Linked DNA regions of Mus musculus: region 2 is linked to region 1. Evidence: chromatin contacts called from public promoter capture Hi-C data. All regions are on one chromosome and are shown on one strand. Each heading gives the region's core, a stretch centred on a gene start, on an enhancer-like site or on the middle of the called end of the contact. The rest is flanking DNA. Distances are from core to core; before and after follow the strand shown.

Region 1 (7,446 bases), core at 2,251-4,750:
GATCCCAGAACTAGCTCAAGGCCCTAGGCAACAAAGGGGAAGAACTGGGGTGAACATTATTGAGGAGCCATAGAACAGCCAGAGGGCAGGATCTAGATCAGAGTCTTCACAGTGGCCAGGAAACAAACAAACAAACAAACAAAAACTGCTTTCAGAAGTTCTCTCAAAGGCCCAGGGCTGGGAAGAGCAGTCAGCCTTGGCACCCAGCCCATGCCTGAGCCCAGGGTGCTGAAGGCTGGGACTTATCGCACATCAGACTCTCTCCACCCATCTTCATCAGCATCTTTGCTGTTACACCTGCCATTTAAAGCAGGCAAGCCTCCAGGCATGTCATCAAAGAGCGCCTTCTGAGAGGGGCCATCCTGAGAAACAAGGGCGTTCAGGCCGGGAGAGGGCGGATAATCATTGCCTGTTGCAGTTTCTATTTCTTAGCCATTGCCCGGGAGACTTCTCCTTCCTCTACACAGGGTCATACGTTTCTGGGCTGCTGGCACCTCTCGCAGGCCTCAGTTTATCCCCTGGAAGCACTGAGGAGATACACGACTTCTGCCAGGTCACCCAGATAATAAGTGGTATAGCCAAGATCCTGGCCCGACTTTGGGGACCACTCCCCTCTCCTCTCTATACGGGACAAAGGAATGGCAGAAAGTTCCATCCCAAGACCACCAGGTACATTGGCGATGGCATCAACAGATTTCCTCTACCTGGGCCCCCGGGGAAACCAGAAGGTTCAAATTATCCTGAGATGCTAAACAGTCAAGAATCAGTGAACTTACAGCCCGAGGAATGAAAGTTTACCTCAGACAGGCAGGGACAGGATGGAGGTGACACCCCGTGCCCCACCCATCTCTTAGGCAGATTGGGTCGTGCCTGATTCCAAGGAAAGAGTGATGGTTAAAGCGGTTACCACTCAGCTCCCTTAAACGCTTCTTCAGAAGTTCCGGCTTGGGTGCTGCTCAGCTCCATCTAGGAGCCCAGGAAAAAATAATCTCCACTCATTAGCGGCAGCCACCCAAGCTCCACACTCACCGTACTTTCTCACATCCCAAAGCCCTTAAAGGAGTTTTACTCTGAGAAATCACTGAACAAGGGAGACCTGAGGGTACCTTTAAATCCAGTCCATCCTAAATTTCTGCCAAGGGTGTTGGGAAAGGGACTAACAGCTGGTTCCCAACCCCTCCTCCCACCTGGCCAGGAGTGTGGGTACAGACCCCTTGGGCTGGGGCCAGTGAAAAATGACTCACCACAAAGGGTGTGGGAGATTCTGGGCAGAACACCCAGGGCCCTGGGCCCTCCACCAAGTCCACAGAGGAACTCTAAGAACACTGCTCAGATTCCCAACTGGCAATGGGGTGAGCAGAAGGGCATCGCCCAACCACTGCAGAGGGAGCTGGGGATGTAAAACAGTTGCTAAAATGCTTGCTGAGCAAGAAGGAAGCCCTCGGTTGGAGTAACTGCTCAAGCCTGTAATTCCAGCACTCAGGAGGTGGCGGCAGTTGGATCAGAAAAGTTCAAGGTCATCCTTGACTAAGTATTTAGTTCGAAGCCAGCACAGGATACTGCAGGCCCTTTCTCAAAAAACAAGCCACTGACTGCCGTAGCCGGGTTAGGGTGAAGGGCTCAAGCCCCAGACTTGAATTTGAGAACATGTCCTAAAGCTTGTTCATGAAAGATGGGTCAGGAGGGGAGACGGAACCTGGATGGCTTCTTTACCCTGCACAGATCCCCAAACGCAGAACTGGGGAGGGGTAAGTCTCCTGCCCACTGTGCAAAAATGCAGGGGGCATCCGAAAGCCTGAGATTTGGGTTCATCTCCGGCTCCAGATGAGAGCCAAAAAATCTTCCCTCTCCTGGCACACTACTCTAGGGAGCCAGTCCAGTGGTTCTTGGCTCCTCCCCATCCCAATCTTCAGGGTTCCCAGGCGGTTTCCCCACGTCCCATCCCCCCCATGCACAGAGCTCTTTCGCACGTGCCATGGGTTAGTGTCCCACAAAACCCACACACGGAGAACGGAAGGGTAGAGGGTTCCCTCTATGAGCTGGGCCAGGCCAACCGGAGAGAGTGAGAAAACGGGAAGAGGAGGAAGAGGATGGAGGGGAAGAGGGCGGGGGAGGAGGCAGAGGCCGCAGGAAGGCCTGAGATGCAGGAAGCAGCTGGGGAGAGGGGGGAGGCTTTGTGCCTGAGTTGTTTTCTGGGTCCTAGTGTCCACCCTGTTCAGTTCCTGGGAATCTACCAACGACTGGAGGAGCTACACATCTAGACCTGACTGAATATTGGACGGATCCTCACTGCTAGATTGGGGAAGGATAACGGGCATAACAAGGCCCCTTGTTGTGTATGTGAGGAATGAAGGAGCTCTAAAGAAGCTGAGTTTTCAAGGTGGGATTTGTAGGGTACACACACACACAAACACGCTTGCACACAAGTGACCAGAATCCTCTAAGTCTGAGACCCAACGTAGAACTCTCAATAGGGAAACTTTAGCCCTGGGACTCTAGAATCATTCCTTCCAACCTCCCCCAACACCTTACAAACCTTCCTGTTTCAGAGATCTTTTCTGGCAGGTTATGAAGGCCAGGATTCTATACCTCTCCCCAAAGGGGTAGGTGAACAACGTCATTTTAAGACTTCCCAAGGCAAAAAAGCATCTTTGGTAATCTCCTGCCATATGGGTGATGTAACCCCCAACCCTGTCCCTTTCTTCATTTCTCCTCCGGACAGAGCACCACAAAGATTGCTGGGCCCAAGTTTTACATTCTGAAAGATGAAAAAAAAAAAATTCCTATGGGGAATTGTTAAAATGAAGAATCCCAGGTTCCGCCTCTGAGATTCCCCTTCACCTTTGGGAAGGAGCTAGAAATTATGTACTTTGATCTAGCACCCAAAAGTTTTGTTGCTGGTACCCCTGAACACTCTAAGGACCTTTAGAGAAATGATTAAGGGCCCTCCCCACAGAACCCCTTCACTTTGTGGGAGGAGAAGGCCAGTTCCTGCTGTGGCTGGATGGCTCCCCGCCCCCAGGGTTAAATGAGGGGACGCCTAAGTGGATTGTGAAAAGCCGAGTTTGGGATGGGAGGGCTGAAGAAGAATAGCCAAGGTCGGTGAAGCTGCGGAAGGCTGTCCGCCAACTATGAGTAGGAGAGACCAGGCGACAGGGTGGAAGGGAAGGGGAGGGCTCACAGGCTCCGGCCCCGGAAATCCGATCCCTTTAGGACCCAGTGGTACCAGTCCCCCAGCGGCGGCGGCGAGAAGGGCAGCCGCTCGGTCTCCGGCAGCCGCGGTTCGGGCAGAGCTAGAGAAAGACCGAGGCTCGGGGCGCGGGGGGGAGGGAGGGAGGGAGGGAGGCGCGGCGGAGCGGCCCGGGTCAGCGGAGCAGCCACGGGCGCGGGGATGCCGGGCACCCCGAGAGCCAAGGCCCCCGGCCGGAGTAGGGGGCGCCTGCGCCGCCAGCGCCGCTGACACCGCCTCGGAGGATGTGAGCCGGTGCCGTGGCCGCTGCTTCGCGGGCTGGGCGCGCGGTCCCAGCAGCTCCAGCCAGCCTCCGCTTCTTCAATTTGGGTGGGGGCGACCGCACCAGGCCGCTAGAGCTTTCGAAGGGGGCTGGCTGTCTTTGGCAGCTTGGTTGGGGGAGGCGACCCACACAGGGCGCTCGGAGATTTTTTTTTTTTAAAGCAGGGTTAACTGTTTTTTGGCAGCTTGGTTTCTGGGGGACTCTATAGAAGGCCTTTCGGGATTTCTTTCTTTGGGGGGAGGGGGCGGTGGTCCCGACTTGGCCAGCCGCCTGCTGGAGGGGGGCAGCGGGGAGCAGGGGGATGCGAACCCGGCTCCCCCAACCATGATGAAGACGGAGCCTCGGGGGCCCGGGGGTCCCCTCCGGAGCGCCTCCCCGCACCGCAGCGCCTACGAAGCGGGCATCCAGGCACTAAAGCCTCCCGATGCACCCGGGCCCGACGAGGCACCCAAGGCGGCCCACCATAAGAAATATGGCTCCAACGTCCACCGCATCAAAAGTATGTTCCTGCAGATGGGCACCACCGCGGGGCCGCCGGGTGAGGCAGGCGGAGGCGCAGGCATGGCCGAGGCCCCACGGGCGTCCGATCGCGGGGTGCGCCTGTCCCTGCCGCGGGCCAGCAGCCTGAACGAGAACGTAGACCACAGTGCCCTGCTCAAGCTGGGCACCAGTGTGTCGGAGCGCGTGAGCCGCTTCGACTCCAAGCCCGCGCCCTCGGCGCAGCCCGCTCCTCCGCCGCACCCGCCGTCCCGGCTGCAGGAGACGCGGAAGCTGTTCGAACGGAGCGTCCCCGCGGCCTCGGGTGGCGACAAGGAGGCCGTGGCGCGGCGGCTGCTGAGGCAGGAGCGCGCCGGCCTGCAGGACCGGAAGCTGGACGTCGTGGTGCGCTTTAACGGCAGCACCGAGGCGCTGGACAAGCTGGATGCTGACGCCGTGTCGCCGACGGTCAGCCAGCTCAGTGCGGTCTTCGAGAAAGCCGACTCGAGGACCGGCCTTCACCGTGCACCCGGCCCCCCTCGGGCAGCCGGGGCGCCCCAGGTCAACTCGAAGCTGGTCACTAAGCGGTCCCGGGTGTTCCAGCCACCGCCGCCGCCTCCCGCCCCGTCGGGGGATGGCGCGACCGAGAAGGAGCGTGGCCCCGGAGGGCAGCAGCCCCCACAGCACCGGGTGGCCCCTGCCCGACCTCCGCCTAAGCCGCGGGAGGTGCGCAAGATCAAGCCGGTGGAGGTTGAAGAAAGTGGGGAGTCTGAGGCCGAGTCGGCTCCCGGGGAAGTGATCCAGGCCGAGGTGACGGTCCATGCAGCCTTGGAGAATGGCAGCACCCCGGCCACCACAGCCAGCCCTGCACCCGAGGAACCCAAGGCCGAAGCGGTCCCCGAGGAGGAGGCGGCGGCGTCAGTGGCGACGCTAGAGAGGGGGGTGGACAATGGCCGGGCCCCGGACATGGCACCTGAGGAGGTGGATGAATCCAAGAAGGAGGACTTCTCGGAAGCGGACTTGGTGGATGTGAGCGCCTACAGTGGACTCGGGGAGGACTCTGGGGGCAGTGCCCTGGAGGAGGACGATGAAGAAGACGAAGAGGACGGGGAGCCCCCCTATGAGCCGGAGTCAGGGTGTGTGGAGATTCCCGGGCTCTCAGAGGAAGAGGACCCGGCCCCGAGCCGGAAGATCCATTTCAGCACCGCACCGATCCAAGTGAGTGACCCCCCTTGGGCCCCCCGAGCTGCCCTTGCCACGTGCGTGTGGTCGCTCCCGCCCAGACATCCGTGTTTGGCAGGCTGAGTCAGCCCCTGCCACCCAGCCGGGTTCCCAGAAGTTCCCACAATGAGGGAGGCGTGGGGGAACTTCCAGCTGTTTGTCAGAGTGGGAAGGTTTTCAGGTCTGTGATTGTGAAGGTAGCCTGCTGCGACCTGCCCTCAGGTTCCTAACCCCGCCCAGCATCCCTCCCTACTCCACGCCTACTCTGGGACACCTGCTCTCTCTTCCTCCCCCAGACATTCTTTCTTCCAGAAGCTGCCAGAGGCTGGGACTTGGCTGCCCTGAAGGGGTGTGGGACATGTCCTGGGGATACTGTTCCTACACATGTGCTGTCAGGAAGAGAAAGGTGGGGAGCTTAGGGACGCTTCCTGCTTCTGGATGTGTGAGGCTTGGCTCTGTCTGGGGTGACAGAGGGGAGCTAGGAACTTCCCCAAACAAAGATACAGTGGAAGGCTGACCCTCTTCCCTGCTAGTACTCCCACTCCCACTTTGCAGAAGTGAAAGAAGGAAGCAGTCTTCTAGGGTGAGCTGGACCAAGGCCATGTGACTGGGGCTGGGAGAAAGAACCCTACTCCTTAAGTCTGTGCTGGGCCAGCTTCCCATATCCAGGGTTGCATCCAGGAAAGGGGCATCTTATATGGTCCCTGAAGGAGCAGGCCCTACAGGAAGAGGGGGGTGAGTTTGGAAGTTCCCCTAAGGTGCCTGGGCAGGCTTTTCATGCCTATAGCCTTCCATATTCTCTATGGACTTTAAAAGAGGCTGGGGGCTTGCTTGTTCAGCCCCTCTCCCCCTTTCTCTAGCACCACTATTGAAGATTGGTTTGTGAACTGTGCCAGCCAGTGCTTTGAGATCCTCTGAGTAGTGGTGGTAGAGAAAAGATGTCCCCTGGGGAGAATTAAGCTCAGGAGACCACTCCCATTCCCCCCTGCCCTGTGAGCCCAGCTGGCACGTCCAGCTTGGATGGTCTTTTCTTCCCTACCCAAGCTCTATGGAGCCTAGCACCTGGCCTGTCCCTGGGGGAGCATACAGCACCAAGGACTTTCGTTGGCCTCGACCCTGCTCCTTCCTCCTTGCCCTCTGAAGCCAAACCCCATTGTGTTTGTTACTCCTGGACACCAAAGCTGCCCAAGTTTCTCTCACTCTCCACCTCCTCCTTTCCCCCCAGGCCAGTAGAGGTCCAGGAGGTTAAGGGTGGCCAGCCTTTCTTCCCTCCCTGCTCTGGGGTTTGGAAGACTCTTCCATGCCCTGTTCCCCTTGAAGGCAGTGGGATCCAGGAAGGAGTGGAGGCTGGTGGGAGGGTGTCAGAGGCAGTTGTCCAATCCCCATGGGGTTTGTGAGCAGCCCCATGCCCTCATGGAGAGAGAATGTGGTCTGGGCCTCTGTCTATATCTGACGCCTTACCCTGATTTTTTTGGTAAAAAATAGCACATGATTTGGAGCAGTGCTCCGGACTCCCTGGTGACTCTGGAGCAAGCCGGCCACTAGCGTGAAAGCCAGAGCAGTGCAGATGCCCCACGTGTCTGACTTTTGGCCTTACTGGGGCTTTTAGCCTCCTCAGCCTGGCTAGGGCCCCAGGCTTTTTCTCCTTTGCCACCTCCACACTAATTCTGAAGCCAGGGTTCTCCGCCCCTCCCTGACCCAGTTGTCACCGTTATGGAGGTCGGGGTATCTGCTCAGGGCAGAGGATATGATTCCAAACTGTCAGCCGAGGAGATAGCTGAACCCAGGGCCTTCTGATAGGAGGTGTGGTTTCTGGTGGTCCCTGGCCTCTGAGCCTGAGGCCTGCCTGGGATTCCCACGGGGGGCAGGATGCAAAAGGTGATCAGGTTGTGGACAGAAGCCAAGGCCCAGATCAGTTCCCCAGAGTGTTTTGGGAGACAGCGTGGAGTGTGTGATGGGGTGTGGAGATGGGTTGGGTGATGGGAAGGGGCTAGGGGCAACACTGTCTCTGGGCACAGGGGAAAGGCCAGAGGCCTCAGGTAAAGAGATGGGACAAGGCCAGTTTGCTGACCCAGGCTGAGGCCATTCTTTGTCCTAAAGCTTGGAACACCTTTGAAGTAGGGAACTAAGTCACTAGTGACCCGCCTACCACAGCCCATCTAGAATCTGATGCTGCCCCGCTACTGGATGAGCAACCCCTGTGACCTTGGGTAATGGATTATATGTGGAATAGAGT
Region 2 (7,446 bases), core at 2,698-5,197, 1.0 Mb after region 1:
TCAACTTATTCCTCTATGCCTCCTACAACCATACTAGAAACGACATAGACAAGAGGGATTCTGACTAACTCACTGTATACAACAATGAAGCACACAGACACAATGGCAGCCCTGATTGCTAACAAAGTCACCAGCCTGTAATAACAGTGCTGAGGAAGGGAAGGCAGGAGGATCAGGAGTTCAAGGACAGACTTGGCTACATGAAACTGTCCTCATGTCTCAAAAGCAAGCAAATAAACCCAATAGGAGAAGGTTCTTCGACTACATGGGCCTTTCAAGTTGCTGGAACAACTTGTGCCAGCAAGCCTTGATCTTTAAACACACGAACACACTACTAATCACAGCACGCTGAGTCACATGGAGAAAGACAGAAAAGTCTTTTCTAGATGGAATGGAGTAAGAACATGTCATTTAAGCGGAGACTGGGAGGACAAAACTGTAAATAAGTGGGTTGGAGAGACCTCTCAGTGGTAAGACTGAGAGGACCAGAGTTCAGTCCCAGAACCCTCATCCAGTGCCTCACAATGGCCTCTAACTCTTGCTCCAGAAGACACAACATCCATTCCTGGCCAAAGAGGGCACACACACAAACTTGTGTATATCCACACAGACACACACATTTTACATCAATTAGAAAGCTACGTGTGCCAGATGTGGTGGCGCACACCTTTAATCCCAGCTCTTGGGAGGCAGAGGTAGGCAGATTTTTGAGTTAGAGGCCAGCCTGCTCTACATAATGAGTTCCAGGACAACCAGGGCTATACAGAGAAACCCTGTTCACGAAAAACAAACAAACAAACAAACACACACACAAAAACAAAAAACAAAAAGAAAAAAGACTATGTTGGGCTGGAGAGATGGCTTGGCTTAGGAACACTGGCTGCTCTTCCAGAGGTCCTCAGCTCTACTCCCAGCAACCACATGGTGGCTCACAACCAAAGCCAAACCATCTATAATGGGATCTGATGCCCTCTTCTGGTGCAGCTGGAGGCAGGTTTAGTGTGTGTGTGCATGTGCACACAACACACAACCAAAACTATGTCAATAAACAAGAAGATGAGCAACAGGAAATACAGCATGAGAGTGAGTGAGGAGGCAGAACCAAAGCCTTAAAGGATGGTAGGGTTAGACGAGGCATGAAGATTGCTGAGAGTTTGAGCAAGCTGGACTATATAGTTGGAGTTAGGATGATGTAGTGGAACTTGTCTCAAAATAAAACAAAATAAAATAAAATAAAGATGAAGGGCATGGCAGCCCACATCTTTAATCCCAGCACTCTGGAGCCAGAGGCAGGTGGATGTCTTTGAGTCTGAAAGCCAGCCTGATTCATGATAGTGAGTTCAAGGCAAGCAAGGGCTACACAGTTAGACTTTGTCTAAAAAGAAAGGAAGGAAGAAAGGAAGGAAGAAACCTGGAGTGATGCATGGCTTTTCTTTTTATTTATTTAAATTAATTAATTAATTAATTTTTTGAGGCAGGGTTTTGTGTGTGTGTGTATCCCTGGCTGTCCAGGACTTGCTTTGTAGACCAGGCTGGCCTTGAACCATAGAGATTTGCCACCTGCCTGTCTCTGCCTCCCAAGAGCTGGGAGTAAAGGCATGGGTCACTACTGCCTGGCATGGTGCATGACTTTAAACCCAGCACCAGAGGCAAGTGGATCTCTGAGTTCAAAGCCAGCCTAGTTTATAAACTGTGTTCCAGGACTATAGAGAAACTCTGTCTTTAAAAAACAACAAAAGGAAGACTATACTTTCAGGGATCATTTCTATAGTTCGTTACTAGAGAAGTTTCTCTGACTGTGTAGAGCACCTGAAACCACGAGGACGAGACGTAGCATCCCCTACTGAGCGTGAAGCCGGCTCTAGGTGCTGCTTGATTGCAGCTGCCTCTTGCCATTGATGATCATTCTTCTCTCCTTCGGGAGGGTGAGAGGGAGGGAACGCAGTCTGAGTGGATTTGGTTTATTAAAAAAAAAGAAAAGAAAGAAAAAGAAAAAAGAAAACAAAAAACCAAAAGGGCTAGAGAGACAGCTCAGCAGTTAACAGCACTGGCTGTTCTTCTGAAGGTCATGAGTTCAAGTCCTAGTAGCCACATGGTGGTTCACACCCATCTGTAATTGGACCTAAGGCCCTCTTCTAGTGTGTCTGAAGACAGTGATGGTGACAGTATACTCACATATACATAAAATAAATAAATCTTTTTTAAAAAATCCTCCCAGTAGAACTGCTGGATCACATGGCAAATATAGTTAAACAACAACAACAAAAGGAAATTTGAAATAAAATTTATATCATATATCTTATATTATATATCATATGTATATTTATGGGGTGGGGTGGCTGGAGGGATGGCTTAGTGGTAAAGAGCACTGACTGTTTTTGCAAAGGATCTGGGGTTCAATTCCCAGCATGGACAAGACACTTTACAACTGTTTATATATCTGGTCCCAAGAGATCTGATGCCCTCTTCTGGCATCTAAGAGCACTGCATACAAGTGATGTACATCCACACTGACAAAACATACATAAAAATACAATTTAAAAACATTTACATTTTTTTTAAGACTTCTGAATTTCTTTTTTTTTTCCTTTTCCTTTTTCTTTTTTTTTTCTGAGACAGGGTTTCTCTGGGATTAAAGGTGTGTGCCACCACCGCCCGGCTTCTTCTTTTTTTTTTTTTTTTTTTTTTCGAGACAGGGTTTCTCTGTGTAGACCTGGCTGTCCTGGAACTCACTCTGTAGACCAGACTGGCCTCGAACTCAGAAATCAGCCTGCCTCTGCCTTCCAAGTGCTGAGATTAAAGGCATTTGCCGACACTGCCCGGCATAAATAAATCTTAAAAAAAAAAAAAGAAGGCAAAGGAAAAGTTTGGATTTACATTTGTGGCATCTTGAATATCTGATGAGAGTGTCAAAGTCTCAAACAGAGTTACATGTTTTCCTCCCTTCGTTTGTGTAATGTATTTCCTCCTAGCCAGCCACTGTAAAAGACTGTCTATAAACATCGTTTTTAATCATAACGATTGTATTTAAAACCTCACCACTAGCTCTTACTAGGCACAACACTGCCTGTGTTAGGGAGAAATTTAGAAGTTCATGCAGTAAGCCTGTCTGCTAGGTGGAATAAACAAACCCTGACTTGATCAAACTTACCTATTGAATTCCTCTGCAGAAATTCTTGAGTTGGGTTAAGATTTTACAGCTAAGGGCCAGGTATGGTGGCTCAAGATGGGGAAGATCTCTGAATTCAAGGCCAGTGTGGTCTACAGAGCAAGTGAATTCTAGGACTGCCAAGGCTACATTGAGAAACTCTGTCTCCCCCTAGCCCACTCCGCCCCCTCCAAAAAACCCAAATTTGAGTCAGACTGTCTGACTCATAGCTAGTCCTATTTCATGACGTTAAGTAATTTAAGGCAGATTCCCGAATCCCTTGTGAAATACAATACCAACTCACGAACTTGAGGGTTTTGAACAAGTATAGAACAAGGCAAGTTGTGCAGTGCGTGGCACAAAACTATCAGATGCTGCCGCCTTTTTTTTTTTGTTAATCTAAGGTTTCGTTTTATTCTCGGTTTTTGCTCAAGGTAGCACCCATGAGTTTGGTGGCTCATGCATTTAATCCCAACATTTGGAGGTAAAGGCAGGAGAACTCTGAATTCGAAGTGAGCTTGGCTTGCATAGTTCCAGACCAACCAACCATGGTTATGGAGAGACCCTTGCTAAAAAAAAAAAAAAAATGGCACCTTCCATGGCCAACACAGCTCTTGGTCATGTCCCTGAAGCATCTGTCGCTCTCCAGGAGCCCACCTTGGTAGGATGCATGGGGAATTAAAATAGGACATGGGGTTAGCGTTTGCGATGTCGTCTGGACTTCCTGGAAATTGGCCCCCAGCTAGGGCGGGGACTGGGGCCCTTGCAAGAAACTCCTCGACTCCGCGGCAGGAAGTGAATATCGAGACTTCCGGCGCGCTCAAATGACGCACGGCACCCGGCTTCCGTGTTGGGAGCTGGCGACAGAACCTGGGACGCGGAGAGCTGGGGTCGGGGCTGCGGGGCGGCCCGCGGGCCCGGGGTGGGGATGCACCGGCGCGGGGTGGGAGCTGGCGCCATTGCCAAGAAGAAACTCGCAGAGGTGAGCGCGAAAGAAGCCGGGATGGAGCCTGCTCTGCCCTCGAGACACTGAATTCTCCCGGAATGGAGTTCTAGTCCCCTAAATCTGTAGAAGACAGGTTTCTCCGGAGCCCAGGGAGGAGTGATTGGAGTGTCAGGAGGCTGCTGGTTAAGTCACTGCATAAGACATATCTTTAATACTAAGGCAGTGGCAGCGCAATGGGAGCCTTGGCGATCACTGTCACAACTCATGCCGGTCTTTTTGTCTGACAGGCCAAGTATAAGGAGCGAGGGACTGTCCTGGCTGAGGACCAGCTGGCCCAGGTGAGTGACTGAAAGGCTTCAGACAGGAAGGGAGATGGACCAGGGCTGGCCAATATACCTTTGGTATAGATCGTCTCCACTGAACTAAAAATAGGATGTCAGGCAAATCCAGATTTAGGGAGAATGGCTAGTAATACTAGCTAAGATTTTTGACTGATTAGACTTGTGCGTTTCCCCTTTTTATTTTATTTGGTTATTGTCTCTTTTTGTTTTTTTTAAAGATGGTGTCTCACTTTGCTGCTAAGGCTGGGCTCCCAGCCTGTCCAGCCTCAGTCTGATCAGAGCAAATGCCACCCTTCCCAACCTTATGGTCATGTTCAATCCTCATTACAATTCCATGTCAACCTAGATTTAAAAAGTTCATCCAGTGATCTGGGAATGTACCTCAGCGTTAGAGCGTTTGCCTGACATGCACAAGTGCTGGAAGCCGTGCTCAACACAGCAAAAATTTAAACTTTCTTTAAAAACCAAAATGATAATTTTTCCTCAGAGTACTGACATTTCGCCAGGCAGAGGTGGCACACGCCTTTAATCCCAGGACTCGGGAAGGCAGGGACAGATGGATCTCTGAGTTGGAGGCCAGCCTGGTCTACAGAGGGAATTCCAGGATAGCCATGGCTATAAAGAGTCACCGTGCTGTCTTGAAAAACAAAACAAAAACGAATGCTGATATCTATCTATTTATTTTTAAAAGATTTATTTATTTAATATATGTGAGTACATTGTTGCTGTATTCAGACACACGAGAAGAAGGCACCAAGATGACATTACAGATGGTTGTGAGCCACCACGTGGTGCGGGAATTGAACTCAGGACCTCTGGAAGAGCAGCCAGTGCTCTTACCCGCTGAGCCATCTCTCCAGCCCACTGATATTTATTTACTAATAACATTGCAGTTGCATTAGGAAAGCATAAGCCAATGGGATTCACCGGCATGTCCAAAGAAGTTGAGACAGAAAGTAAAATTATTAATATTATGAGAGATACTTTGAAATGATAATCTTTAGGCATAATGATTAATAGTAAGAATGGTGGTGTGCAAGGTTGAACAGTCTGCTGGACAGATGCCTTTTTTTTTTTTTTTTTTGGAAATTTTGCTTTATTTGTTTTGTTGAGACCGGGTCTATGCACTCCTGGCAGCCCTGGAACTCACAATGTAGACCAGGTTGGCCTGGAACTCACAGAGATCCTCCTGCCTCTGCCTACCAAATGTTAGGATAAAGCCATTTGGCACCATGTCTGGCCTCTTTCTTTTCTTGCTTGTTTTTCGAGAGGCTCTTACTGCCTCTCATTGCTTGGGACTAGCAGAGTTGAACAGGGTGGCCTTTCAGTAGGCCATTCACTTGCCTCTGCCTCCCCGTGGTGGGATGAAAGGACCATGCATGCATCCTTTATTACGGTGCTTTGTAGCAAACTCAGGGCCTGGCACATGCAGTGGATGTGTCCCATCCCCAACTGTACCCCAGCTTACGGCTTTTATTTCATGTATCTCACAGTGGTGAAAACGGGCCTGACTTGTGGCACCTGTCACTCTCGGCACCTGGGAACATGCAGGAGGGCAGATGAATGACGGGTTCAGGCCCCGTCTCTAACCTCACCCTTTTGTGTATGGACTCTGAATGCGCTTGGGCATTGTGGTTGCTGAGGAAGAGGAGGGGCTTTGGCTTGAAATGGGCTTTTTTTTTTTTTTTTTTTTTCGAGACAGGGTTTCTCTGTATAGCCCTGGTTGTCCTGGAGCTCACTCTGTGGACCAGGCTGGCCTCGAACTCGAACTCAGAAATCTGCCTGCCTCTGCCTCTCGAGTGCTAGGATTAAAGGCATGTGCCACCACTGCCTGGCTGAAATGGGCTCTTGATCTGAGGAAAAATAGACAGGATGTCATTGTAATTATTTATTTTATTATTGTAATTATTTTGTTTATATGTTTGTCAGTGTGCTTGTGCACACATGTATGCAGGAGCCTGCAGAGGCCAAAAGAGTGTCAGATCCACTGCAGCGAGCGGTAGGTCATGGTAAAGCACCTAGTGTGCGTGATTGCTGGGGAGCAGACCTTGCTCCTCTCAGGGGCAGCAGTGCCAGCCACTTAGTATCTCTTTAGTCCTTCCTTCATCTCATCATCTTATCATTTTTTTAAAAAAGATTTTACTTATTATTATACATAAGTATACTGTATGTCTTCAGACACGCCAGAAGAGGGTATCAGATTTTGTTATGGGTGGTTGTGAGCCACCATGTGGTTGCTGGGATTTGAACTCAGGACCTTCGGAAGAGCAGTCGGGTGTTCTTACCCACTGAGCTATCTTGCCAGCCCCCATCTTATCATTCTTATCATAGAGCCGGTTGTGTGGCCTTGAACTTGGATCCTCCCACTGCAACCTCCCAAGCTCTTAACCACATTTTCCATCTAGATTATGCTTTTAATTAGTTTGTTTTTTGAGACAGGGTTTCTCTATGTACAGCAGACCAGCCTTGAACTTAGAGATCTGCCTGCTTCTATCTCCCAAGTGCTGGGATTAAAAGCGTGCACCAACATCCCTGGCTCCTGATTATGCTTTAAGAAGCACTTACTTGGGGACTGCAGAGATGGTTTATCAGTTAAGAGTGCTTACTGCTCTTGCAGAGGACGTAGGTTTGGTTCCCAGCACCCACATGGAACCTCACAAATGCTTATAATTCCAGTTCCAGGGCATGCAAAACCTTATGATCCCCTCAGGTTCCTGTACACATGTGATGCATGTACATATACTCAAACATGCACAGCTAAGATAAATATTAAAAGATAAATAAGGCCAGGCAGTGGTGGCTCATGTCTTTAATCCCAGCACTCAATAAAACCAAAACAAAGAAGCTCTTGTTCTAGGGAAAACAGCATGCCAGTCTTAACTGAGTACAGTCATTAAAAGTAGATAGAGATTTCTGATGATTTTATGTGGCAAATGAAGAGATGCTGGGTCAGAAGTGATTACTCTTGGTGACCTAAAAGTTTTTTGTTAATTAGAGAAAAAGGAAGGTAA

The links. Capture Hi-C pulls out chosen DNA fragments and counts their contacts.
Region 2: a promoter capture Hi-C map of liver shows a contact between it and region 1, with 4 times the contacts expected there. The contact joins the promoter of Snf8 here to the promoter of Ppp1r9b in region 1. A contact is called at or near these places in 1 of 115 datasets of contacts at active chromatin or transcription factors (large pre-B cells) and 1 of 9 other capture datasets (liver).

Annotation. Positions count from the first base shown.
Region 1 is chr11:94,987,712-94,995,157 of GRCm38.p6, forward strand. Ppp1r9b (protein phosphatase 1, regulatory subunit 9B) reads left to right here and starts at 3,501. Exons shown (of 10, transcript NM_172261.3): 1 at 3,501-5,207. The coding sequence starts at 3,837.
Region 2 is chr11:96,030,938-96,038,383 of GRCm38.p6, forward strand. Snf8 (SNF8, ESCRT-II complex subunit, homolog (S. cerevisiae)) reads left to right here and starts at 3,948. Exons shown (of 8, transcript NM_033568.3): 1 at 3,948-4,130; 2 at 4,382-4,432. The coding sequence starts at 4,077. It overlaps Gm24949 (a small nucleolar RNA gene), which reads left to right and starts at 1,741; the gene lies at 1,741-1,955.